Linked DNA regions of Xenopus laevis: region 2 is linked to region 1. The links are chromatin contacts, called in public Hi-C maps. All regions are on one chromosome and are shown on one strand. The core of a region is the stretch at or near the end of the contact, and the rest is flanking DNA. Distances in the headings are between cores, read along the strand shown. Region 1 holds the start of LOC108707440 (acrosin). Region 2 has its middle 8.1 kb from the start of LOC121399868.

The links. A called contact is a pair of places that touch in the nucleus more often than the background predicts.
Region 2: a Hi-C map of the XL177 cell line shows a contact between it and region 1, with 2.6 times the contacts expected there. The contact joins the enhancer-like site here to the promoter of LOC108707440 in region 1. A contact is called at or near these places in 3 of 4 Hi-C or Micro-C datasets (the XL177 cell line, the XTC cell line and animal cap).

Annotation. Positions count from the first base shown.
Region 1 is chr2L:33,841,122-33,848,270 of Xenopus_laevis_v10.1, reverse strand. LOC108707440 (acrosin) reads left to right here and starts at 1,587. Exons shown (of 4, transcript XM_041581721.1): 1 at 1,587-2,080; 2 at 2,232-2,503; 3 at 2,614-2,753; 4 at 3,911-4,537. The coding sequence starts at 1,824. The coding sequence ends at 4,447. It overlaps dhrs13.L (dehydrogenase/reductase (SDR family) member 13 L homeolog), which reads right to left. Exons shown (of 5, transcript NM_001094507.1): 5 at 6,868-7,149.
Region 2 is chr2L:33,913,003-33,919,646 of Xenopus_laevis_v10.1, reverse strand. No RefSeq gene overlaps it. Among protein-coding and RNA genes, the nearest start is that of LOC121399868, 8.1 kb to the left of the region's middle. Within about 2 kb of position 4,031, at least 1 of the 7 cell types and tissues checked has an H3K27ac peak or open chromatin away from gene starts, as enhancers often do.

The sequences.
Region 1 (7,149 bases), core at 338-2,837:
CATTGGCCCAGACAACCCATTAAAACACCTTTAAAATGATACTGACCCAGAAAAAACAAGTTCCCTAAAATAATACTTTGCATGAAAAGTTATCTTTAGTTTGAGTTGAATAATTTTTACTGCAACTCTTACTGATCTTCTTTAACCAACTGTATTGCCAACCCAACTGATTCTTCTTAACCTGTCCGTTATATTCTCTTTAGAGAGATCCCCTTTTTTTACCATGTAGAAGTGATGGATTTTGGGACTTGAAGTCCCTCTGCTTTCCATAGATTCTTTGCAAAAGCAGCGGGGGTTCGGAAGCCAGAATCCATCAATTCACAATGGAATAATTTGAGGTTTTTTAAGGGAAATGAGGAATATTTCAATTTTCCTATTATTATTATTAGCAAAATATTATGAATTGGTGGGGGAACAGGCCTCCCTTAGAAAATATGAATCTATTGTATAGAAAATATATTAAGAAAAGTGCCATTTGGGCTTATATTGAAGATAGATGTTTATTATACCCTTATGTTTGCAGCCAGTTTGAGTGAATTTTTACTTTCAAACACATTATCTCAACATTAGTAGTTTTATTCAACTGGAGGAACATTTTAAAAAGAAATGTGAGCTTGGGGTTAATGTTGCTGTTAAAATGTTAATGCTGTTAAAGTAATGACATCACAATGACGTACATTTCTCCTCCAGGTGTTTGCATAATTTCATAAGACATGACCTCACAATCACTGGAATAGATTCATTGTGATGTCATAATGTGCAAACAGTTTCATTGTGATGTCATCACTGGAAATAGAAGTATCTAGACCACTTGGCTTAGTTCAAGCATTTTAGAGTTGAGAAGAGCAACGATGAAGCCACTCTTTATCTTTCTCTTTTCTATTCTAATTTTTTACATCTCAGAAACATCTAGCTATATCAGTAAGTATACAAACTATTTATTTTGATATTGAGAATTTCTGTTTTAAGACTTAATGCTCCAAAAGCTGTGTTTAGCGTGTCATGGTTTGCTAGTCGCACACAGACATAGATAATGCAGTACATTATGGGGCCAATGGGGCATGAGCTGTTGGAATCTGCATGTAAACTAATTTAATTTAGAGGCCCTGCTATAGAATTGCAATTATTTACTGCACAAACTCTATGTACTGCTTTAGTTATAGGCTGTTTGAGTTAGGATTTTATAATATATTATGGAATTAGACACTAAGCGGGTTATTTATCAAAGTCTGATTTTATCTCATCATTTTCTGCTACAAACTCCGATCAACTCTGCTTGGGGTTTTTACGGTTATCTATTATTACATTTTCTCATAAATCTGCTTTGTGGGAAAAAACAGATTTTAATGATTTTTTTGGATTTTTCACCCAAAAACTAAGATTTATTATGCTCTTTTGCCCGAAAACTCCAAAAACTTCAGGGTATTGCATAAAACTCAGCGCACATCAAAAAATCTTTGGGACTTCTCCCACTGACTTATATGCAACTGACAGGTCTGAGATGCCGGATTTTCTAATTCAGACTTTTCCATCCTCGGGGTTTAATAAATTTTGAAATTTTTTTTTATTTTTTTTATTTTTTAAAAGTCTGATTTTATAAAAGAAAAATCACATTTTTCAGATATTTACATTCGGAGTTTAGTAAATAACCCCCTTACAGAAGGTTTAATATACAAAATACACAGAGAGCCATATACATGTGTCTTTCTCAGTTCATACACACCATGCACCTTAAATTTGTCTTGTCTCTCCCCTAAATGTCTTAATAAAACACTTGGAAGCAATGGAAGTCGGTTAATAGATGTTCAATTTAAGCTTTTTTCATGTTTATATCTATATTGTTCTTTATTGACCCCTGTACTGATATGTCTCTATCACCAACAGCTTGTGGAAACACACCATTTTATACTAAAGTACAAGCCGCCAATGTATCAGAATTATACCCAATAGATGGAAAGTGGCCCTGGATTGTAAGCATCCAGAGGAAAGTAGAATTTGGCTACAAGCATATCTGCACCGGAACCATTTTGAACAACGAATGGATCATAACAGCTGCTCACTGCTTTAAATTCTGGAAAGAGTAAGTCATGAATCAGCTACTGGACTCCTTTATATTATAGAATCAATCATGACATGATTCCTTTCTAAAGTTTTCCTGTTAGACCAATGCATAATTGTCTTGGAACACGTGTCAAACTTATTAATGTGATACATTTGATTTGCTCTTCCAGAGATGATCCAACAACTCCACTAAGAGTTCTGCTTGGAACCTTCTACCTGTCAAAAATTGAATTAGGAGCTCAGACCCGGGGAGTTAAACAGTTGATAAAACATGAACAATATGATCCGACCAGTGAGAGCAATGATATTGCCTTGGTTCAACTGGATAAGCAAGTGGAATTCAGTGATCATATCCAGCAAGCATGTTTCCCTAAGGAATCTGCTGATCTGAAGAATCTGATCGACTGCTCCGTCGTAGGTTGGGGAGCCCAGGGAACTAAATGTAAGGCTTTGTATTCTTCATTTCTTATATTTTGTGATTACATAAAATAAATTTGGTTTAGATACCCAGATGGTACCCATGGTAAAGTAATTCTGCTTTTTCATTTTTAGCTGATGAACCATCTCAGTTCCTGCAAGAGGCTGAAGTGGAACGGATGGATATGAAGCACTGCAACTTGTACTACAAAGGGAACGTAGGAGAGAACCATGTGTGTGCAGGCCATCGGAAGGGGCTGGATGGTGTTTGCCATGTAAGTGGTTATTACACATTGCACTTTGAAACAATAACCAGTATCTTAGGGTATATTTATAAAGGGGTGTGTGTGTGGTATAGTATTGTTAGAATACACCCACCAATGCCACAACGTATTGTGTAATATTAAGTAGTTATAGAGCTTCTTCAGAAATGCAGGAGTTATTTACTAAAATCTGAATTTATCGCATATTTTATTTAAAAAAAAAAAAAACACGACCAAACTCCCAGGCTCAATTTGACCTTATCTATTAAAAAAAATAAGAATTAATCGGATTGTGAAAAAAATAATCGAGCGTAACTGAAATCACTTTGAGTTTTTGCCCGAAAACTTTGGAACCCACCGACGACCCTGATAACTTCAATTTGAGAGGGGTGCCTCTCTCATTGACTTATACAGGACTTCGGCAGGTCTGAGATGGTGGATTTTCGGATTCTGGCTTTTTGCAGCATTGGGGTATAATAAATCTTGAAAGATTCTAGTTTTTTTTTCCTTTAAAGATTCTAGTGAAAAAAAAAAAAAACTAGACGCTTTGGAGATTGTGCCATTCAAACTATAATAAATAACCCGCTAGGTGTATGTGTAACCAAGAGATCAATTCTGGTGTAAAAAGGGACATTACTAAAAAAAAAAGCCATGTAAAAAACTGTTATACACAAGTCAGAATGAGGGGTAGGCATAAGAGACAGGAATCTCAGGTGCATTATTGGAAAAGGCACAGTTTCAATAAAATATCTGTGCCCCTTTCCTAAAATTCAGAGCACCTGCTTGCAACTGTCCCCAGGGGGATGTGTCCATTTTCATTACACACCTTAGTATTCTTATAATTAAATACTTCTTATAATAGTCATGTTGTTAGAAAATTGCTAACTGGTCCCGTGTACCTGTCCTATTCTTTTTTGAACTGGAACGGTCACAGGATAATTTGATTTCCAAATTCATCAGTTGTATCCTTAAAGTATATTTGTGTCCACCCTTAACGATAGGAGACTTGATGCAACATTTTCCAATTAAAAGCATTATCATAGTGAAAGACAGCTTTGCTAGTTGCAGAATATGGCCTTACAGTGTTTCTAGAGTTTGTCTGTTTTTAGTCCACTCCGTTTATTATTTTACATGTTTAATTTATGTAATTTTGCTTCTTCTCTTTTCAGGGTGACAGAGGATCGCCATTAATGTGCAGAACAAAGAAGAACAATGCGTATTCAGTAATAGGAATACTAAGTTGGGGTTCAGGCTGTGGTAAAACCAGAAACCCGGGGGTTTACAGCTCTATTCAGTTCCATATTAAATGGATCATTGAAAAAGTAAAGAATGAGGCAGTTAAAGCAACAATTCAAGGGAAAAGATTACTCCCAAAACTATTCTTTCCCTTGGTCAAACCCGATCATTATATGAACCCGAGCAGGAAAATGGTGCAGAATTCAGAATTTAGGGAAAATCTGTTATCTACCGCCCCTTTGACTGACCTGTTACCAGATGCAAGAAGCACCCAGGCCAGTACAGAACACAATGAAGAAGGAACCAGCCAATCAGAGGCAGAAATAAATCAGGCTGAAAACACAGGCCAACAAAATACCCCAATTCCTCCAGAGCATAATTCAGCATATAATGCCCAGACAGCTGAGGATTTCAGAGGAAAGAAAGTCCTGAAAAAACTTGTGGCTGCTGTAGCTAAACTCTTTAAATAGAGACTGCCTCCAGCGTCCAATCTGAAATACAGATTACATTTTATTTTTTATATGAATATAGTTAAAATTATTTTTATACACATTAAGAATTTTATTTTTATAGAAATTGCATATTAATTTTATAGAAAATGTTAATTTTTACATACAAATATATGTACTTTTATAGAAAATGTTTATACATATAATGTATATAAATAAAGCTATATTTTTACCTAAAGATTTGTAGCCAATGGTTTCTCATTTATTGGGATGATTCAGGGATCTTTTTGATACCACAGTTCACTATAGCAGAAGTGGTGTCTAAAACAATGGCAGAATAAAGTGAATGAAGTATATGCTTCTATAGTATAGGATCTGTTATCTAGAGACCCATTATTCACAAAAGCTCCAAATGATGGGTAGGACATCTCCCATAGACTCCATTTTAATCCAAAAATTCAAAATGTATAAAAAAAAATTCCTGTAAAAATAAAACAGTAGCATCTACTTGATCCCAACTAAGAATCATTTTTTATAGGAGACAAAACAATCCTATTGAGTTTATTTAATGTTAAAGTGATATTTTAGATACTGAAAGTATGGTGATCCAAATTATTTAAAGACCCCAAAATATCTGGAAAGCCGAAGGTACCGACCATTGTGGATAACAGGTCCCATACCTGTACTATATACATGGACTGATTGTTACTCTTCTGGATATTAGGCCCTGGGGGGACATAGTATGTATTTTAAAGCTGTGTCAGTATCATGTGACAGTGCTACTTGTGTAAGGCATCAAAGCCCAGTGTGCATTTGGAAGTGATATTAGCAGCTGCTGAATGACACATGGAGTGAGTAGCGGTGGTTTGATTCCCACAAGAAGAAGCCATTATCGGAACAATACATGTGCCATAGCCCTTAAAGGAGAACTAAACCCCCCGTACTAAAGTCTCTATTAACTGCCTGTTATTACTCCCCCTCCCCTCTCTGCACTGTGCATTAGTCAGAAAAAATTTGACCCTTAAATGCAGAGCAGCAGAGCTCCAGGGCATCATCTTTCACCACTTTTATATTCTTTCTGGGCTCAACACCTGAGGGAGCATGCTCAATTGGGCCAAGTCAGGAATCGTCTTCAACTGCGCATGCTCAAATCAGCATTGAGCCCCGAAAGAATACAAAGTGGCAGAAGATGGTGCCCTAGACCTCCGCTGCACTGCTCTGCATTTTAGGACCAGATTTTTTTTAACTAATGCACAGTGCGTATAGGGAGGGGAGGTGGGGCAATGCCAGGCAGATAACGGGGAACTTTAGTTCTCCTTTAAAGTCTTCAGCTGAGACTGAAAATGAGCCCAAGTAATAATATCTTTTTAATATACAGGATATATATATATATATATATATATATACAGGATAGATATATATATATATATACACACACATACATACATACATACATACGCACACACACACACATACACATAATTGGTGTCAGTCAGTCCTTCCCATTTGCCACAACCTGTACAATACTTCAATTAATGACATGCAATACATGCTCCTGCACTGAGATACCTTTATTGTGCTATGGGTGTCACAGACAGGTAGGGTAGGGTATTTTACCGGCCTAGCTGGTAAGACACCTGCCAGGGCCGGTACAAATTAACCAGCAATGTAGCTGCCGGTAAGTTGTAATACCCTTAACAAAAGCCCTTGCCCTCCGGTGGAAATTTACCTTTTCTTTGTCATCTTGTCCTCGCACGACATGGCCCCTCCCCCTTATGTGGCATGACCCCCTCCGCTCCACCCCTTTTTGCATCACGACCCGCTCCTTTAGTTCCCACCCCCTCCACTGGCCGATAATTTTTTTAAAAAGGTGGCAACCCTACTGAAAATGTAAACGTCCCTGATTTGTGGAGGGATATATTCCTTTAAAAGTACTTGTAGCCTTTTGATATTTCTGATTGAATACCAAAAAAAATGAGAAGCCAGTGTGCCATGAGCCTTAGCATCAAATCTAAGTCGGCTTCTACACCAACCAAATACTGATATCCATCTTTCCTCCTTAATCAAAAGCCTTGATAGGATATAGTCACTGCTTGTGTAGGCAAGAGTGTGACACCCCTTAAACCAGGGATCCCCAACCGCCGTGCCAGAACTGCACAGTCCTGAAGTGGGCCGCCGAACAATTAAATTGAATGCCGACCCCTCCCCAGTCCTTGCAAAAGATTTTTGGCTCTAATTTGGTCCCCGGCCCAAAAAAGGTTAGGGACCCCTGCCTTAAACAAACCACAAGTTTTTCTGTTAGAACACACAGACAGACCCCAGTAGTATAAGGCAGTAGTGCTAAGGGGTACACCATGTCAGCAAATAACAGTATGGATAAAGTTATAAATTCAGCATAGAACATTCCATCACAATGTTAAAAATGGAGCTTAAAGACAAGCTCAACACAGGAATTAAACATTTTATTTATGTACTTAAGAGGAAACAGTATTTAACATCCACTAACTCCGTGATCCCCAACCAGTGGCTCACAAGCAACATGTTGCTCACCAACCCCATGGTTGTTGCTCCCCGTGGCCTCAAAACAGGTGATTATTTTTCAATTCTAGACTTGGAGGCAAGTTTTGGTTTCTTAAAGACCATGTGTATTGCCAAACAGAGCCTCCTGCAAACTGCCAGTCCACATAGGGGCTACCATATACCCATTCACAGCCCTTATCTGG
Region 2 (6,644 bases), core at 2,782-5,281, 69 kb before region 1:
GTAATTCGGATGCATTGTGGAAAAAAGGTTTCCAGATAACGGATCCCATACCTGTACAGTTATTACATGAAGTATAGGAATTAATTCGACCTGCTTGTTTCTAAACACAATACAAGCAGCCGCCTTGTACGTTGCGCCCATTCAGGATGAAATGGTACTTTTTTCATGAGCTCTGGGTGGATGAAACCATGAGATAGAGAAAGCTGCTAATCCTTTCATGGCTTATCATGTGCCGGCAGAGTAATGTCCATAGAGCAGTCAGCAGATCTACATGTGGCTTCTCTGATAACATACAGTGTGTGCGTGTGTCCCTGCACAAACCTCACAACAGAGTCCAGTCTGGGCTACAGGGGATTCTTCCCCCACCTTGGCCTTAATAGCTAGTGTGTCCTAATAAAGAAAGTACTTTATTATATATATATATATATATATATATATATATATATATATATATATATACCTCCATATCTGGGCAGGATCCCATCCTTGGCTATCCCTGTTATACTTGCTTGGAAGAACTTGTCGTACTTTGTGTTGACTCCAAATTGATTGGGCAGATGTGCACTAAATATAACTGGTGCATCATATGTTTATATATAAATATACATTGTTGTGTGGGAGGTTGTCACACACACAGAAGCTGCTCGGATGAGTAGCTGATTACTCAGCAAGTCCAGTTGTTTCTAGATTTACCTACACTAGATATACCATGACCTGGATGATGAATAAAAATCTTCATAGTCACACAAATGATTCGTTTATACAGGGAATGTTACTTGGACTTCCAAGATGTGGGATGTGCAGGGTAAAAGAAACAAGGGAAAGTTGTGCTTGTGAACATTTCAAAAGAGAAAAATGTGAGTGTCCCCCAAAATAATGAATCAATCAATTAAAAAATGAAAAATTTATTAGGACATCAGAGCAAGACCTAACGCGTTTCGTGCCTGCTGGGGCACTTACTCATAGGTTTGATTCTGAGTAAGTGCCCCAGCAGGCACAAAACGCTTTAGGTCTTGCTCTGATGTCCTAATAAATTTTTCATTTTTTAATTGATTGATTCATTATTTTGGGGGACACATTTTTCTCTTTTGAAATGTTGACTTGGACTTAAACCCTAGGACTGGGGTGAATTGTGAGTATATTCCCCATGATTAACTTTATTTATTTTTGATTTTGAATTACTGATTAGTTTTGTAGTAGTACCTATATAGATTTTTTGGCACCAACATAAACCATATTATTAAAGTTGTGCTTGTGACCAAAAAATTCAAATACAAGAGTCCTCTGCACTCAACCCATTATCAATATATTTAAGACAGCGACATTTTGTGCATACTGCTACTGAAAAATGCCTTACCCTTTAAACAAAACAGGGATTGTTTGTCCATATATTGCAATATATTTAAGCTGGCCAACTACGTCAAAGTCATCCCATATCTGGCCAGTCCTACGCTCAATTTTATCTGATTCATTAAGAATTCTATTGCTTCATTATACATTTTACACAGGGACTTTCATGAACATATAATGTCATTTTGTAACCCACAAACTGCACTTTTGCCATCTCTGTGCCACTCCTCAGCAGTACCCCCTGTATCCCCTGATGGTAGCCCTGCCTCTGCTTTTTAATAAATAAGCCTTTTTTTTTCTATAGTTTCTATTAAAATGTTAGCATTTCTGATTATTTTTTTTTTATGTAAGGGATACTCGAGAGGATGTGGATACAATTTAAACTAAGGGCCCCGGGCTTTAATGAACTGCATCTGGAGCTGCTGTGCCACATTGGAGCAATGGAATTTTTGGGGCCCCCTGGGCTCCACCCGACCCAGCCCCCAAGCCTCACCCCAGATCCCGCCTCCACTCCCCATCACAGTTAAAAGACCACACAGACATCAACAATAAAAAAAGGTAACCCCGCGACACACACATAAGTTATAAAAAGCTATTGGGGACCAGGGCCCCCCTATGATTTAAAAAAAAGCATTGTTGCCAGGGCCCCCCATGAAAGTTATTTAAAAAAGCATTGGTGCCAGGGCCCCCCTTACAAGTAAAAAAAAAATTGTGGCCCCAAAGAATATTTTTTTTAAAAAAAACATTGGTGGCAGGGGCCTATAGAGTATTAAAATAATACATTGGTGGCTAGAGGATTAAAAAAAATACACATTGGTGTTCAGAAGAATTGATCTCGTGGCTTCAGGACTTCATCTTCGCCTCCTTTTGTGACTTTGGGTCTTTTCGGTGCTTCAGGACTTCGGCTTCAGCTATTTTCGCGGCTTCAGGTTATTTCACCACTTCGGGACTGTTCAGCACTTCCTCGTTGTGGCTGTTCGGGACTTCGGAAGGAGGTGGCAAAGCTTTGACGCTGTCAAGGGGGGCCTGGATTTTCAAAAACTGCCAGGCCCCCCTTCAGGCCCACTTGTACCGCCTGTGCCTCCCTGATGGCGGCCCTGGATTGGATTATTGGAAGAGTTTATATACTGAGCTCTTTCCATACTTCAATGAGGACTTCAATGAATACTCAGCAAGTCCAGTTGCTCTAGATTTACTTGCTTGACAACCCTCGTATCTACACAATGTTCTCATTTTCTATATTAATTATTAGCAGGGTATTAGTTCAGTGGTGCCAAATCCTTGTCCTCTTTCAACTACCCTTTAGCCCAGCGACAAATCTCCTCTTCTTTGAGTGACTAATCTCCCCCCGAACTGCCCCCCACCGGCTAAAATCTACATCGCCATCGGGATGGCACTCAGAGCTATTCGTTTTCCAAAGTCGTCCGAAGTTGCCTCACGAGGAAACTTCAGGCGACTTCAGAAATGAAGCGCTACGGGTGCCACCCTGACGGCCATTTTGATTCTAGCCAGCGGGAAGGCTTTCTAGGAGATTAGTTGCTCGAAGAAGAGGCGATTTGTTGCCGGGTGACAAAATCTCCCTGAATTTCACTGATTTTACATTTTCCCGGATTTCACATCATTTTTTCCTGGTCCCATGCAAAATGTGAAATTGGGGTTCTACTGTAGCTCTATATTGTTTGATTTAGAAAGATGGTGTTCCATTGGCAGAAACAGAATGTGGAGCAGTGGTGGAACTACCGGGCGGCTGCATGTCCTGCACATGGGCACCAGCAGCACTAGGTACGTTACTGGTTTGGAAGAGGTTGGTGTAACACAACTTGATCGTGGTACAGGTATAAAAGGTTTGTGAATTTGTCATTAAATAACTTTCTGGACTGAACTAACATTTTACTCCACTTTTGTGAATCCCTTCAGAGCCTTAGAAATAAATACTGCCCTTTTGCTGTGGAGTAGGGCAAAATGGAGAGATCGCTGAGGGACGAGCACTCCCACTAACAATGACATGTGGTTCTGGGACTGACCGGTTACACTGGCTGAGAGCAGCTTGAAAAGCAAATCGACTGCACTTTACACAGGGTGGGTCTTATGGTAGTGCAGGAAGGGTTCCAGCATCTGCTCGGGGGAAGAAAGTTGATAAATAAAGAATATAAAATATAAGTGAAGCATCTGGCACACATCCACACCCTTTTCACTACTGAAATGAAACATGTGCACGACACCTAACAATAAAACATTTTCTGCCTGTGCTCACGCTAGAAGAAATCTGTGTTGTGAGCTTTGGTGGATGATGTTATCTGGTTCCCTACAAATGAGAATGGAGATAACGCAATAAAGGGGCCCCTCTCCCCAGTAATACAAACCCAAACATTGGAGACTCTTTTCAGGCCTACACAATATTCTTCTTGGCTACCAGTTAGATGAACTAGTAATGTCACAGCTCACGACTTGTTATCAATAATTTGTTTTTGAGTAAGCAAGGTCTGGCCGGGTTGGGTGTGGGCAGAGTGTGAAGGAGCAGAACACTGATAAGGGAGGATCAGCTTTTATATCACACTGATATTGCCTTGGAACAGACTCCCCGGCTCTTATCAGTCAGCAGATGAAGGCCATGGAGCTGCGCATCAGCAGATGGAAATATTAGTGGGAGAGGGGTAGTGCTCCTGTATTAGATCTGTTTAACCCTTAACCTTTTTTTTTACTTCTGCACATAGGTAACTAGGGGCCAGGGGCATAGAGACTACACACCCAGCAGCTGGGGCACAGAGGTTCTGTAAGATATTGTGCATTTTTAATATATTGTGTGAGATAATCTGCCGAAAATGTTTGCTTGCAAAGCAGTACTGATAAAAGGGACAGAACAGGGGTTTATATGGCACCACTGCAGTTGACTATTATATAAAGATTAGAGAGTGAAAGCAAAGACCTAACTGACTGTGATGTGCCATGTGTGATAGTATAAATATGTGGGGAATTACAGTTATTCTGGTTTTTAGCATTAAACACAATTAAAGATGGATCATTCTTTATCCCAGACATCTGCCCAAAATGTGGTCATACTCCGGCGGATTACATCCACATGGTATGGAGTTGTCGGCACATACAGACATTTTGGAAAAAAGTGGTTACTGAAATAAGTCAAATAATGGCTCTCATAATCCCACTTGATCCACTAATTTTATTACTGAACCAGGTAGTGGAAACCGCCCCTAACCCGGCAGAAAGAGCATTAATGTGTTATTTTCTAATTCAAGCAAAGAGACTTATTGCTCTTAATTGGAAATCGAAACAACCCCCAAAAAGGAATCAGTGGGTGGAAATGGTAAACGCTTAATGTATCAGCTTACATACTTGTGTAGGGGTTGCCCTAAAAAGTTCGATAAGATTTGGTCCCTGTGGCTCTCCAAACATCTACCAGGCCTGCACCTCAGGCTGACTCATGAGACCGTGTCGGCAGCTTATTGGCCCGTGTATGGGGGCCCCCGACAGGCTTCGCCGAAAGTCGGCCAGATCTCGATCAGATGGGACGAAAAATCCTGTTGGATCGCGGCCGCATCCATTCGTTGATGCGGTCCCGCGATCCAATCACCCATTACTATTCGTTAGTATCCGATCGTTGGGCCCTAGGGCCCACGATCGGATCAGCCCGATATTGCCCACCTCAAGGTGGGCATATCGGGGAGTGATCCGCTCGTTTGGCGACATCGCCAAACGAGCGGATCCCTCCGTGTATGGCCACCTTTAATTGTAATTGTGTATATTATTTATTGTAGTCCCCCCTCCCCTTAGGGTTAGTCCACACGAGGAGATTCAGGGAGATTTAGTCGCCTGGTGTCTAATCTAATCGCCTCTTCTTCTGGGCGACAATCCTGGCAACTTTGGGCGACTTCGGAAAATGAAGCTCGGGGAGATTGTCGCCCAGACGAAGACTAAATCTCCTTGTGTGGACTAACCCTTAAAGTCCCTCCACTTTCCAAAGAAACTGGAAAGCAGAGCGGCTTCAAGTCCCAGAACCATCACTTCCCAATGGAACAAGGTGAGGGAGTGATTGGAAAATTGTTCATACTCGTATCATGGTTTCTCTTCAAACTTTAGAAGTTCAGATTATGCACCTTTTCTACAGAATCTGCAAGGGATGGTGGTGGTGGAGGGTGGGGAGGAAAACAGCACCTAAGAGAGGAAATTATTATTGCAATCGACAGTTCCCCCTCAAAATATAAATAAAGGAGATCTATAATGCCTGGGACCCAGTATTATATTGTACAAAAGCAATAATACTACATACTGTGAAAAGGATATTGAATAGAATAGATTGATTAGACTGTTGCTAAGTAAGACTATATAACAATATGAGAGTATAGAGTAAAACTGGCCATAGACGCAAAGATACGATTGTTTGAATCCTCGAACGACTGGACTTCCCCATCTCCTGACCTGCCACATTCAGATCAAATAAAGTAGAAAAGAACAGATGAGCCAATGTTCTGCCCCTGACAGCAATCGTACGATATCTATGTCCAACCAAAGCTGGTGACAGTCTCCCTCTGAATATCATACGATCGGCAATACATGCAGAGATATTATCAGCAGCCGACAGAAATTTTTTTACCTGTCCAATCGACCAAACGACCGATCTCTGACGGACAAAAAATGTCAGGACTCTCCACACACGGTCCAAAAATCATACGAAACCTCGATTCGTACGACTGGATCTTTGCGTCTAAATACTGGGGTTCTCTGCAGAAGAGCAGTCCCAAAATAGCTTAACAATTAGACTGGCACCCCAAGAAATTGTAATGTACCTCAATATCACAAGGGAGGACAGCTGTGGGTAATGTTTCATCATCTCTGTGGACCCTACGCTCCTTTACGGATCTGTATTTAGGTGAAAAGTAAACTTAATATGTACACACATGTGCTCCAGTGAAGTTTCAATTCTTATTCATCAAAACATGTATCAACCAGACACCAGATGTGGCCTAAAACAAGCAATATAACCTTAATCTGTGGAACAAGGACTAGGATTTAAGCCCATGAAGAGCCCCGGCCAATGCCTTTGCTGTGCAAACAGTGTCAGCTTTCAGCAGCCTCTCAAAATACTGGGGGTCAATTATAAACACTGGACAAATTTGCCTGTGGGAAGTAACTTGTGGAAACCAATCAAATTGTTGCATTCATTGTTCTACCTGCAGCTTTCTGAAAAAAAGCCACTTACTAAATGGTTACTATGGGTTACTGCCCATAAGATAAGAGTCCTGCATCAGATCGGATGCCAGTGTAACAATGTGATTGGG